Regions from separate parts of the Triticum aestivum genome. Here region 2 is linked to region 1. A link is a contact called in public Hi-C data. All regions are on one chromosome and are shown on one strand. The core of a region is the stretch at or near the end of the contact, and the rest is flanking DNA. Distances in the headings are between cores, read along the strand shown.

Evidence for each region. A called contact is a pair of places that touch in the nucleus more often than the background predicts.
Region 2: a Hi-C map of leaf shows a contact between it and region 1, with 4 times the contacts expected there. The contact joins the promoter of LOC123136736 here to the promoter of LOC123136734 in region 1. A contact is called at or near these places in 2 of 5 Hi-C or Micro-C datasets (both in leaf).

Annotation. Positions count from the first base shown.
Region 1 is chr6B:233,176,145-233,182,869 of IWGSC CS RefSeq v2.1, forward strand. It overlaps LOC123136734, which reads left to right and starts at 4,085. Exons shown (of 10, transcript XM_044556216.1): 1 at 4,085-4,394. The coding sequence starts at 4,218.
Region 2 is chr6B:233,360,050-233,366,774 of IWGSC CS RefSeq v2.1, forward strand. It overlaps LOC123136736, which reads right to left and starts at 3,757. Exons shown (of 12, transcript XM_044556219.1): 1 at 2,689-3,757; 2 at 2,388-2,590; 3 at 2,032-2,229; 4 at 1,862-1,933; 5 at 1,139-1,234; 6 at 585-664; 7 at 415-490; 8 at 128-338. The coding sequence starts at 3,262.

The DNA of each region.
Region 1 (6,725 bases), core at 2,835-5,334:
TCGGTCATTTTTCTTGAAGTGACCTTTACCTTTAGATTGACCAAAGCTTTTCTGCTTGTTGTTCCTTTTCCACTTTCCATTGAATTTCAAGAAATTCTTTTTGTTGCCCCCATACTTTTTAGTAAACTGAGTGTTAGCATGTGCCTCAGGGAGTGGAATTGAGCCCGTTGGGCGTGTCTGATGATTCTTCATGAGAAGTTCATCATGTTTCTCAGCCTGAAGTAAAGTGTATATGAGCTCAGAATACTTTTTGTATTTTTGTTGACGGTACTGCTGTTGTAGTACTCTCATTGAGGGGTGGAAAATGCACAAGGTCTTCTCAATAAGGTCTTCTTCGGAAATTGCTTGATTGCAAAACCTTAGTTTTGAGTTAACCTTGTGAACTGCAGAGTTATATGCTGCCACAGATTTGAAATCTTGGAACCTTATGAGGGACCATTCTCTCTGTGCTTCTGGCAGCATAACTGCTCTTTGTTGGTCATATCTCTCCTTGAGAGAGTTCCACAAAACTAGTGGATCTTCTTCCATCAAATATTCCGACTTTAAGTCCGGATGGAGATGGTGCCTTAAGAAACTTAAAGCGGTATATTTGGCTGCCGTGGGGATTTCTCCGGCGCCTTCAATGGGTGTGATGATGGTGGAACCGAGTTTACGACTTTCAAGGGCTATCTTTGCATCCATAGCCCATGGTAAATAGTTACTACCATCTAGTTCAAGTTCATGAAATTCTCTGTTCATGACGCCAGCCATTTCCTGCATGGTATTATCATGCATAATTTTAGTTTTACTATGAGAGTAAAATATAAGTACAACAAATGCTTCGAAGAAGCAAAATTTTCAAGTATAGCTAATGCTTTATACTTATATGTGTAGACCTCATTTTATGTATATGGCACTTTGAAGATAGTCACCATTGCGGTGTAGATCTCACAGTAATGGAGAGCATAATCTGGTTTTGACCAGTAGATGTTCATATGTCCATTACCTTGTGTCATACTACATTTTACAAAAATACTTTGAAGGTAGTCATCTGTCAAAATACTAGATGTAGACCTTACAACAAGAGTGGATAGTCTGCAATTTGGTGCAGTAGATCACACAATTACCTTGTGATTTGCAAGTATAAAATTCGAGGTAGTCACATCAATTTCGTATATTTGGGAGAGCACTCGAAGATAGTCATTTTGCCAAAATAGAAAAGGCAAAATGTAGATCTTTCAGCGATGAGGGTAATCTGCAAAGTGCAGTAGATGCCTCATCTGCCTTGTGATCCCAAATTTTGAATTGTAAAATAAAATTGTTGTACTTAAGAATTACATATTCTAAAAAAAATGCTGAAGCAATCATATAGAATATGTACACATAGTCTGAGACTTTATGTTAGACGATACATAGTCTAAATATTCACACTTATAATACAGTACTGAATATGATAAGCAGAGGTTCTTAATACAATAAAATACTAATCTCATATAGAAAGAACAAGCTGCTGTACAATATATACACTATGGCTATTTCCTGTTGGAAACGACACAGCGCCAGCAGCCATTTATTGGATTTCTTGGCCTGTAGGCCTGTTTGGTGAGAACGTACGTGACTTGGGCTGGCCCATGCACCGACAGAGAGAAGGATAAGGATAGCACGCACGAGGGTTTCCCACACAGCGCCGCTTCTCCCGTTCCCCACTTCTCTGCTTGATCTGGCACAACACCTCACCACACCGTCTCTTCTCTGCTCATGGCGTCGTCTTCAAGGGAGGCGGGGTGTGCCCCGCATCTCCGCACGACCCCCGCCGCTGCTGCACGCCCCGGGGGCGCCGGTGAGGCCGAGGGCCTCCGGCGACCACGCGCCCCGGACGGCTGCGCGGTTTTGCGCCATGGCCGCGGCGAACTGCCGCAGTATCCGACGCGCCTCCGGTGGAGGTGTGGGAGGGAGGGGTGGCGCTGGAGGCAGGGGTGGTGTCGCCGGTGATGAATGAGGCGGCGGCGGCGTCGACGACGAGCCCTGTCCTTTCATCTCCTCTTCTTCTTCTTGATGGCCATGTTCAGATCGGGGACGGTGGAGTAGGCATGGACTTCCACTGCTGCCGGCGTCGGAGACGGGAGATCCGGGACAGGACCGTATCCAGGAGGGAAGAAGTGCTCCGGCAGTTCATCCGACGGCGTCGGTGACGGCAGCCGCGGTTGTGCGCCCGTACGCGCTGGGCACGGTCCAAACTCGTGCTGCAGGCAGTACGGGGGCAGTGGTGGCGGCGCGAGTTCACAAGGGAACATCTCCTCTTCTCCGAGAAACGGCGCCGATGGCCCTGCAAGCAACCACTCCATCGGAGGGATGGAGAAGACAGTTGGTGTAGTCGCGTGTCCGACGTACTCGTTGGCGACTGCCGGAGCCGAAGGCCCGGCCTGGTGCATTGCAGGTATCTCTCCATTTGCAGTAGTGGCCGTGGCGGAAGGCCCAGCCTGGTGCACAGGGTGGTTGCCATGGCGTGCATATCCACGGCGGCGGTTCTGGCGGTGGTTCCAGGCGAAGAAGCGGCGACGTGGGCCGCTCCTTACACCAAGGCCATGACGGCGACGGTTCTGGCGGTGGTTCCAGGCGAAGAAGCGGCGACGTGGGCCGCTCCTTACACCAAGGCCATGACGGCGACGTGCGGCACGGTGGCGAGGAGTGCGGGAAAGGCGACGGCTCTCTCTTTGGATAAAGCGAGCGAAAGCGAAAGCCGCAGATGACAGGTTTCTCCCTGCCATGACCTACCTTTTCTTTTCCTTCCCGGTGATGGCACTATCTCTCTTTCGGCAGAGCAGTGCTGATAACGTGTAAAGATAAAAGTGATTGTACGAATGATCTGATACTTCCATTGATTGAGAATCACATATTTATATAAGATTTGGGACGCATTGTGAAGGCGTCTGTACAAAGAGGCGCTTGTACGGACAGATGCGTCCGTACGATGCTTGGACACTAATAACCGCTAACTACGTTTCCTAACAACGATTCGCTAAAGCCGCTTCATTGATGTCGGTTCTCAACAGTTTTAGAACTTTCATTAGAGCATCTCCAACGGGACGTACCACGCGGCACGCTAAAAAACAGTTTACAGCGCCGGAATGGTCAGGTTTTGCTCGCAGTGGAGTGCTGGCTCTAGCAACCGCTGCCAAAAAATACGCGTGCGCGGCGCTCTAGCGCACTAAACTACAGCGCGCGCGAGCAGCCGGCGTTTTGTAATATGTTCAATTTGAAGACAATATGGTGATATAGCATAGTTTAAAATCATCCATACAAGTTCGTGACGTAAAAGTTTAAAATCATGCCACATCACATCATCATCCAACCAAGTTCAAAATCATGCAACCAAGTTCATGACATAAAAGTTCACACAAACAAATGGTACGTCAATAATTATGTATCATCCTTGTCTTCGTCCTCCTCTTCCTCCGATTCTTCATCCTTCGAAGACGATTCTTTCCCCTCTTCTTCATTGTGTTGCGCCGCTTCATCATGGGAAGCTCGGAAGATGTTGGCAAGATCTCCAACGGCATCATGCGAACGTATGTGAGGCACACCGGAAGACATGCGTCCACCCATGACGGCATGAAAAGGCCGCACGCGACACCGGTGCTTGGAGGAGCACCGGCGGAGGCGAAGCCAAAGCTCCCCACACTAGGGTTTGCGTCGGCGCCGGCAGCGGAGGGGTCGCGGGGGCAGGAAGAGGTGAGGGGGATGTCGGCGCTGCCGTCCATCGGGCGAATTCGCCGGCGGCGGTATGGGCGGGGAGAAAGCGGCGAGGCGCTCGAGTGTGTAGCGCGCGGAAGCGGGCGCACGAAATAAGCGGCGCGCGATGTCGTTTCGCCCCACGCGCTGAACTACTTATGCAGCGCGCATTTTTTGCACCTTCGCTGGAGCGCCCGGAGCGGCTGCGCGCGCAAAAATCTGTGTTTTTTCAGCGCGGCTGTTGGAGATGCTTTTAATTTCCAGCCATCTGTTTTTTATTTGGCTTCAGGCTGATTTTCTGTCCCGTCGGATCGTGCACGAATCTTGGCGACGGTGGTGTTCTCATTCTCCTTTTCTTTTGCCCGCGTGTGTGCGTGGAAGGCTGGTTTGCGGATTTCAGTCCCAAAAGAGCAGCAACAGCAACGACGGCGACAGCCGATTCCCCGGCCGAATTCGTGCGATCTCCGGCGGAATCTGTTCTGCGCAGGAATCGGCGGGCGGAGCGAATGACGGTACCGGAGGCGGTGGCACTAGACATACCGGCGGAAGAGGGTTCGCCGGTGGCCAGGGTGCCGCGGCGGATCAGGAGGAGGCTCCTCCAGGCGCGTGAGTCAAGCGCCGACGCGCCGGCAACCGCCGAAGAGATCGAGAGCAAGCTCCGCGACGCCCAACTCCGGAGGCAGGTTGGCACGCTCCACCTTTTTTCTTTCTTTCCCGCTGCGTGCTTCATTATTTCGCGTTCATAGTTTGAGTATGACTTCGAAATGGAGATTTAGCCAACACGTTTATGCGGTATAAAAAAAATCGATTTCTCAGAGCCCGGTGAACCCCTGAACCCTTGCCTTGTGCAGAAGAAGATGACATTTGGCTATCAGATCCATTTCCGGTCGAGGGGTATACTTCTTATGTTGAGCATCAGGCTTCATTGCATTTTCTGACCTTTCATGCCTAATCTCTATAGACTTTGCACGAGCGATGCGATCTTTTGGTGTTAAGGGATCTGCGGACCGATTTCCTGTAAGATATCCAAGGAATAGTTACGCTCCGGTTAATCATAGTAATTGGACGAAACAAAATATGCATTAATAAAGCCAAATAACAGTATGAAAGCCTTCAAGGACAGCAAAGAAACCCGTAAATTTAGCCAGATCCCAGTCGCACCCAAGCAACTGGCAGATGCCACTCCACATGAAATGTGCAAGGTGACAGGACAGATATGCAGCACATTTTCCTCCTCACCACACAACGCACAGGACGGCCCGTGATACTTAAGTATTTGGTCAGTACAAGGGGGACGATCTCTGGCAAGTTGCCAAGTGAAAATCTTGATCTTTAAAGGCGATCGACGCTCCACATATCCTTCAAGTGAGCCACTTCTTGGCAAATCCTAGAGTAGAGTGACCTGGACGAGAAAATCCCTGAAGGTTCCAGTGCCCAGGACATGGATTTGTCAATGGAACCCATTTGAACCTGCTCCATCACTGAGTGAAGCGCCTCCCACGGTAGGAGCTCATCATGGCTGAAGGAGCGGTGAAAATGGATATGTTAGCCATCACCTCTAAATGCCTAATCAGCCGTGAACGAGGGGTTGGAACAAATGTTAAACAACAGGGGAAACCGGTATTTCAAGGGGCTTGCACCATGCCACCAATCCATCTAGAAAAAAGCGTCAGTTGGCTGTCGTTAACTGCATGCATGCTTAGCACCGAGCTTGAAGATATATTTAATGCGGTCGATGCTTTTCCGAAATTGAGACCCCCCTGCCCCAACGCAGAAGTAGATATCCGAGGCCTCGGGATATTTAGCTGAAATGAATATCTTTCTAGAGGCTCCTGTCATCTTGGTACAACTTCCAGATCCACTTTAGGGTGGTGCGCTGCCAGCCAATTGACTAAGATCTCTTCAGTCCAGCTATTTCCCAAAAGAAGTGGGAGCGGTGCTTGTTCATGGCAGCGTGAATTCTGTCTGGCAGCATGTAAAGTCAAGTACCTTGGTAGTCTGGATAAGCACATATTACTGTGTTAGTGAGGATTAGCATGGACCCCCCCCCCTGGATCAAGTGCGGCATCACTCCGCAGACATGACCTGCCACATTGGTGAGGATAGGATTTCTGCAAAGGCATGCCCACCAAGTCAGATCTGAGATTGCAGGAGAAGGGCGCACTTCTCGATCAATGCACATTGCAGTTTGGCCACCCGAGACCAAGTGCATGATCCGATGAATATATCCAGCGTCAAAACCTTCCCTGAGCATAACTTTGCGTAGAAACTTCCAGTTTACCCTATCATATGCTTTCATGAACTCCAGTTTTAGCAAGACTCCCCGTAGATTTTTGATCCGAAGTTTGTGAACAATCTCTTGTAGCGCCAGAGCCCCGTCCAGGATAAGTCTACCTTTGAAAAACGATGTTTAACTAGAGCTAATAATTGTATGCGCCACCCCGGAGAACCTTGTGGCATAAGCTTTAGGAAAGATCTTGAAAATTACACTAATTAGCGTAATAGGGCGGAAATGCCTAATGCACCCCGCCCCTTCAGTTTTAGGAATAAGCATTCACATCCCAAAGTTCAACCTTGACATAGTACCGTGCCAAGGGCAAATCCATTGAGAATTTGAAGAACAAAACCCTTGACTGCCCCAAGAACTGCTCGAAAACCGATACCAGAAACCCACCCGGTCTCGAAGCCGTGTCAGCCTTCATGCTTTGCATCACCATATCAAGCTCTTAGTGTGGCAAAATGGCTGCCAAGTTGGCACCGTAGAGCTGCAAGGTAGTTGACGTTTATCTTAACTTTGTGGTAGCGGGAGCCCTGGTTGGTTATTTTTTAGAGAAAATGTGAAAACTTTGTGTCTTGGTGCATTGATTAGAAGCGGGTTTGTTTAAGCCCTGGTTGGTTCTGATGGTGAGAATGCTGAGTCTTCATTACAACTTTATATGACCAGAAAGTTCATTCTCTTGTTTTGTTAACTAACTTTTGAGAACTGTGTGAACGGTGAAATGACCAAAATGGGG
Region 2 (6,725 bases), core at 2,507-5,006, 180 kb after region 1:
CGTACTATAGACCCAAAGTGGTCGGACCCTTCCCTGGACCCTGCGCAAGCGGGAGCTACATGCACCAGGTTGCCCTTTTTTTTCAACGCCATATAATAAACAGTACTCAGCAGGCTTCAAATATTACCTGTTCCATAGCAGCACCAGAACGAATCATACTTGGTTCCCCATCCATGATAGCTTACTGCTTTAGACCGTCCAGGTGCCTGGGGTAGCATGTAAATCATCACTCCGGGATCCGTCCCTCTCTGGATGCTTAACACACCATTTATCAGTGCCCTTTCATAATAGTCCGCATATGCTATTTCCTTTGTCCATCTGAATAAGTTGCGGGAAACCTGCATACCGCTTGCATTTGACACGTTTCTGGAGGAGAAAATAAATGTTTCAGAGAATGGCTTCATAATTGTATACCTTGAGCATATTGTAGGTAGTGCAAGATTCCGCGTTTTCAGCACTCAGAGTCGCAGCTAAACGCTTTGGATCAGACCTGAAAAGAGATTAATGGTATAAGCTTCTACCTGGAAGGTAACTATGGCCATTCATTATTGATATTAGGCATCCAGAGTTTTATATATGTTAACCAGAATTCGCCGGCAGATGTCCCACCAGTTGCGTAGCTATGAGAAGAATTTATCATGTCCATAAAGGATGTTGCAATTTGCTGTTTCAGGAATTAGGATTACGGTCAGCTTTGACGCAGCTTCACTTGAATGGAGTCAAAATGAGAAAAGAAGGAAGCGGCACAACTTCAGTAAAATACAAATCACAATCTTTGGCATGAGGAGGACAGAAGAAAAACTGAAGTAAGCAAAGCAGCATAACTTCCACAAAATGAGCACCCTAGTTTAGCATTCCTTTCTCCGCACCAAGAAATGGTACCAAGAGAACACAGTTTTTGCACTAAATATCTTCTTTGCCCCAGACAAAGCTATACCAACTATCAAATATCTTTGGACGTTTACCAATATTGCTGAAGAGCCTACATTAAAAGCGAAATAATGACATTGTTTCCTTTTTGAAAGAGTAGCCAATATGGTAATCTGAACTGCTAACTTTATACACTTACACCCATATCCCCGGATATAATTTTCCCCATTAATGAGTAGTTCTACTCTTCAGAAAGCATGATTTGTACCTTGTAAATAACATCGCCGGTAACTTCATATCTCATTTGCGCACCAACGACAACTGGAATGTGCGTATTGGAATGGAAGCCTGAAATACTGTCAGCCTGAAAACGAAACACCATAAAGAATTACTCCCAAAGAACTCCTGCAATAGGAATGCTGTTCTTATACGTACGCATTGTAAAGCTGTGAGTTTACTAAATTGTACATATTACAATGCACATTTAATTGTAAGAGTGACATAATTTACATTGTATTTGGTATATATACACCGGTCCAGTGCATAGCGGACGGCTAAAGCGTGCGGAGAATGTCAAGAGAGGTTGGGGTAGACCGAATTTGACATGGGAGGAGTCCGTTAAGAGAGACCTGAAGGATTGGAGTATCACCAAAGAACTAGCTATGGACAGGGGTGCGTGGAAGCTTGCTATCCATGTGCCAGAGCCATGAGTTGGTCGCGAGATCTTATGGGTTTCACCTCTAGCCTGCCCCAACTTGTTTGGGACTAAAGGCTTTGTTGTTGTTGTTGGTATATACACACCAATACATTAAACTGAACACAAACTCACAAATATATGACATAGTAATTTATGATGTAAAATAGAGATGGTAAGAGGTGTAAACCAGACAAGAGGTTTCAATTCACTGGATTATGATGAACTACTATCATTCATTACTTGATGATGCTGAATTATCAGAGGAGTCAGGGCTAGGGAATCAAGGGAGCAGACCTGGACTGCAAGCAGACCGAGAAAGCACGGTTTGTCAAAGAGGTGGGCCAGAGTCAAATGCTTCAGATCATCCTGTCCAAGTTAGAGAAATAAGCAACTCTGAACTCCATTCAAAACATACTTTTAAAATAGTAAAGCAGATGACAAACTACACATAATCAGTGAATCACCGTTATTGTGTAGAGCTGGTATAGCACGTCATTCATGCCCCCAGTCTCCTCATTGAGCGATGCCCAGTGCCTCTCGATGCTGTATTTCTGAATGACATTCTTCACCCGGTCACTGAAGTAGTTAGCCATCTCCACAACCATCTCAAGGGCCTTGGAGTTTCCAGCCACTGTATACTGATCAAGAAGCCCTTGCATAATCTACAAACCAAAAAAATTGCAGACGCAGCAAGACAATGCATTAGAGAATCACACAGAATAGAAGTACAGAACACGGGATACGGATCACAGAATCCAGATCACAACTCAACACAATGATTTACATGTTGAAGGAGTAGAGACTAAAACATTTTGTATACCTTGTGAATTGTGTAGTAAGGAGCCCAAACAGTAGTGAGGGCCTCAGCGCGGTCGAAGAACTCCGACGGGAAGGCCGACAGGTACCCTGTGCCCATCTTCTTCTGGCAGTCGTATAGCACGTCGACGACGGACGACATCTTGGCACGGAGGGTGTCATTGTGCGTACTCGCCCACATCTTGGCCGTGGCGCTCAGGTAGTGCCCTGCAATGCAAAGAACAGCGTCAGGCCAAAAGAAGTTCAGTTGAGATGAGCGACTGGCATGTGCGAATGAGCAGGGAAAGATTGTGGCGGCGGCGCACCGACGAAGTGTCCCCGGAGCTCGACGTTGGGCCCCTCCCACCCGCCGTAGGGCGTGCCGGTCGCCGTCAGGCCGGCCTGCGTGCGGAAGCTCCAGACGAGGCGGTCGGCGTCCAGGAGGAGCAGGTACTCCAGGTTGGTCTGCTGGGCCTGCCAGTACACGGTCCCCGGCTGGAGCCGCACGTCGTGCAGCGACGCCTCCGAGAGGAACGGACCCGCGGGGCCGTCCACGGCGGCGGCGCCGCCGCCCCGGAGCTTGCGATAGAGCATCAGCCAGTCGAACGCCTCGCGCGGCGGGGTGCTGCCGCCGCCGCCGCCTAGGAGCCTCCGCGGCATGAGCTCCATCCAGGCGGACTCGTCGGTCGGGGTGAGGTGCTGCTCGTGGTCGTGCCCGTGCCCGTGGCCACGGGCGGCGGGGCCGGCAGGCAGCCGCAGCTGCCCCGCCGCGCGCTCCGCGTGGGTCGCCACCGAATCCGACGACGGGAACGTGTTCGTGCAGACCTTCGCCGCGGCGGCGGTCAAGAGCACCGCCACGACCCCCAACGCCGCCACCGCTGCCGCCACGCCTCGCGCCATTCCCGTCCCCCCCTAAGAATTCACTCACCAGTCACTTCTTAGCCGTCAACGCTCGACTGCCACCGCCCGGCGCATAATATAGGGCAAGGAGAGCCTCCAAGAATCCCCAGACCTTCAATTATAGCCGGAGCAAGGCGAGAGGGTGAAGCAACAGGCTCGCAAGCGACGCGACGGCGACAACGCACTCCGAGAGCTCGGAGAGGATGGCGACCGGTGCGACCACAGAAGGTGGGCGGGTGGCGATCTCGGTCGGCGAAGAACAGGAAGGGGGATTCTTCTTTGGGAAAAATCGCGGCTCTTTTTTGGTTTGCTGCGGTGCGTGCGCGGGGACGGATCGGCGGGGAGGAGACGCAAGAAACGCGCGTCGAGGGGAGGCAGTCTTGCACCCAAAGGGCCGCAACCATGGACGGGAATGGACCGGGTGACGGACGGGACGGCAGCGTCGCTTGCTTACACGTCGGAGCGTTCGTTGGAAAACGATGTGATCTAGTACTAGCCAGTACCTCAGCGTCTGGATCAGCAACGGCGGCCGTTGGCGCGTCCATGTGTACCTCAGCAGCGTCGCGGATCGATGGCGGTACAAGACGGACGGACGGACGGACGCACGCCGCGCCAGGAATCATCATCTATTTCTGTTCTTGGATTTCCAGACTGAGCCCAGACCAGAGTGGCTCCAGCACACGGAAGGAGGAACACTCCACTGCAACTGCCGTTTACCATATTGGATGAGCATCTTTGTTGTGACCTCAGCTCGCCGGAACTAGCCAGTATGGTGGTTGCGCTTAGGATCGATCGACACACGATACAGCCGGGACGGCATCCGCACCGCGATTTCTGTTCTCGAATTTCCAACTCAGCAGGCATGAACCAAACTTAGGTTCGGAATAGACCTAAGGGCATTTCTAGCCCATCCCCGTAATTCAATTACCCGTCCTATCCCACCCTTCAATTCCCATTTTTGCACACAGGCTTCGTCTCAACATATATTGCCACAACCATGTTAATTCAAAACTTGAGAATTCAAGTACACACACTTCAAGTACATATCAAAATTTAAGGTTTTTAAACTTAACCATTGAGATTGAAACACAACATGCGGTCCAAATGAACTAACAATCCAACTAAAACATGGTAAAAACACTAGAATCAAGTGCTATGAAGTGCCAACGGTGCTCAACAAGATCTTCTTAAAGTTGCTTGTGAGCTTTTTGATCCTTCGGTGAGCTTAAAGGAATGCATGGGTACTATTTCGGCGACGTTTTGACTCCACCATGACACCATTGTAGAGGAACCGTAAGTTTTCCGGGTCATCCCTCTCGTCCTCGATGATCATGTTGTGCAAGATACCACATGTTGTCATGATCCGCCACATGCTATCAGCAATCAAGTTAGTGTCTCTCCTAGTGTTTGTGCAACACGAGTGTCGGTACAAAAGCCGGCAGACCTCAGGTAGGGGGTCCGCCACATGCTATCAGCAATCAAGCCAGTGTCTCTCCTAGGGCGTGTTTGGTTGCCCGCATCGAGCCCAACCAGGCCCGCGCGGGAAGGAAGAGGCATGTTTGCTTGCCTGGTTTCACTGTTGGCCCTGCATCGCACGCTTCTCAAAGCAGCCCACAGCCTGGCTCGCTGGAAACGCTTGGATCGACAGTTTCTCGCGAGTCAGGCTGAGTGCGGCGCGAGGTCGCATGGGCGCGTGCGAGGCGAGGGCGAGAGGGGATGGCGCGAGATGGAAATCTGGCCTCACCCCCTTTCACTCGCTCACCCATAGGCACTACCCCCCTTTCTTCCCTACTGCCTCACCGCCGTCGGCCGCTGCGATTTCAGATCTGCGCTAGAGGGGGCGGCGGCGGCGGAAGAGGCGGCGGAGTTTGCGGCGGATCTGGTACTCCCCTTGCTGTTGGCCACCGTCTAGTCGACCTTGTCTGTGCCATGGCCCCCCCTAAGACGTCCTCGTCTCCGATGCCGGTAAGCAGCACCCCCTCCCCCCTTTGTTAGGTCGGTGGTTAGGCCGTTAGGCTAGGTGTAGGATCGATTACGCACTGGACGAATTGTCGATATCGTCTAGGTTATGGACGCATGGATGAGGCTGATAATTCAGGCAGCAACACTGATTAGTGTGATTCAGGCATGGGTCATGTTCATGCACCAGAGAGTTGTCTGTCGTGCTAGGAGACCTTTGATCCGCTATGGTCCATTGTTTATCCGGGAACATGAGAGGATCCAAAATCTGAACTACATCTACAACTGCAATAACGTCGAGGCTCTGTGGATGCTTCAAATGAAAAGAGCACAATTTGCCAGGCTTGTCGAGACCTTCAGGAGCAGGGGGCTGCTACAAGATAACATCAACACCAGTGTGGAAGAGGAAGTGGCCATGTTTCTCCATGTTGTTAGCCATAACCAGAGGTTCATGGTAATTCACAACACGTTCAAGAGATCAATGGAGACCATCTCTAGGTACTTCAAAAAGGTGTTTTTTGCTATTGGGGAGAGGAGAGATGATCAAGAGACCATCTGGCCAGACTCCACCCAAGATTCGCAGAAGCCCAAGATGGTATCCATACTTTAAGGTGAGCATTGACAATATACACTTTTCATGACTTGATATGCTTGTAGGAGATTGTTCAAGTTGAGCACCAACACAGGCTTGTGATACCATTTTCAGGATTGCATTGGGGCAATAGATGGTACTCATGTCACTGCCAGAGTTCCTAGGTCACAGTCTGCAGCATACAGGGGGAGGAAGCACTACACAAGCCAGAATGTGCTTGCTGCTGTTGACTTTGATCTGAAGTTCACATATGTGCTGGCTGGCTGGGAGGGGTCAGCGCATGATGCTACATTCTCAGTGACAACATGAGTCGACCTGATGTGATCAACATCCCTGACGACAAGTTCTACCTTGAAGATGCTGGCTATGTATATCGGTCGAGTATTCTTCCACCCTTCAGGAAAACCAGGTACCATCTCAATGAGTTCTCTGGTAGGAACTATCCTAGGACTGCACATGAGCTGTTTAATCTCAGACACTCTAGGCTTAGAGTAACTGTTGAGTGGGCATTTGGAGCTCTGAAGAATAGGTTTAAGATCCTGGATCAGAAGCCATTCCACCCATACTCCACTCAGGTTAAGCTTGTTCTTACTTGTTGCATTCTGCATAAATGGATCCTCCAGTGGGGCTTTGATGAACACGTGCCTGAGGAGGAAGAGGTCGAGCCTGATGATGTTGTTAGCTCCGACCATGGTGTGGAGGCATTTGACAATGACGCTTGGAAGAACAAAAGGTTGGAGTGGGCAGAGGCAATGTGGCTTAACAGATGTAAGTGCAGGATTTGAAGAAGAGGAAGAAGAAGAAGAAGAAGAGGAAGAATAAGAATAAGAATAAGAAGCGACAGCAGCAGCAGAAGAAGAAGCAGAAGCAGAAGAAGAGGAAGAGGAAGAGGAAGATCTGGTAGCAGCAACA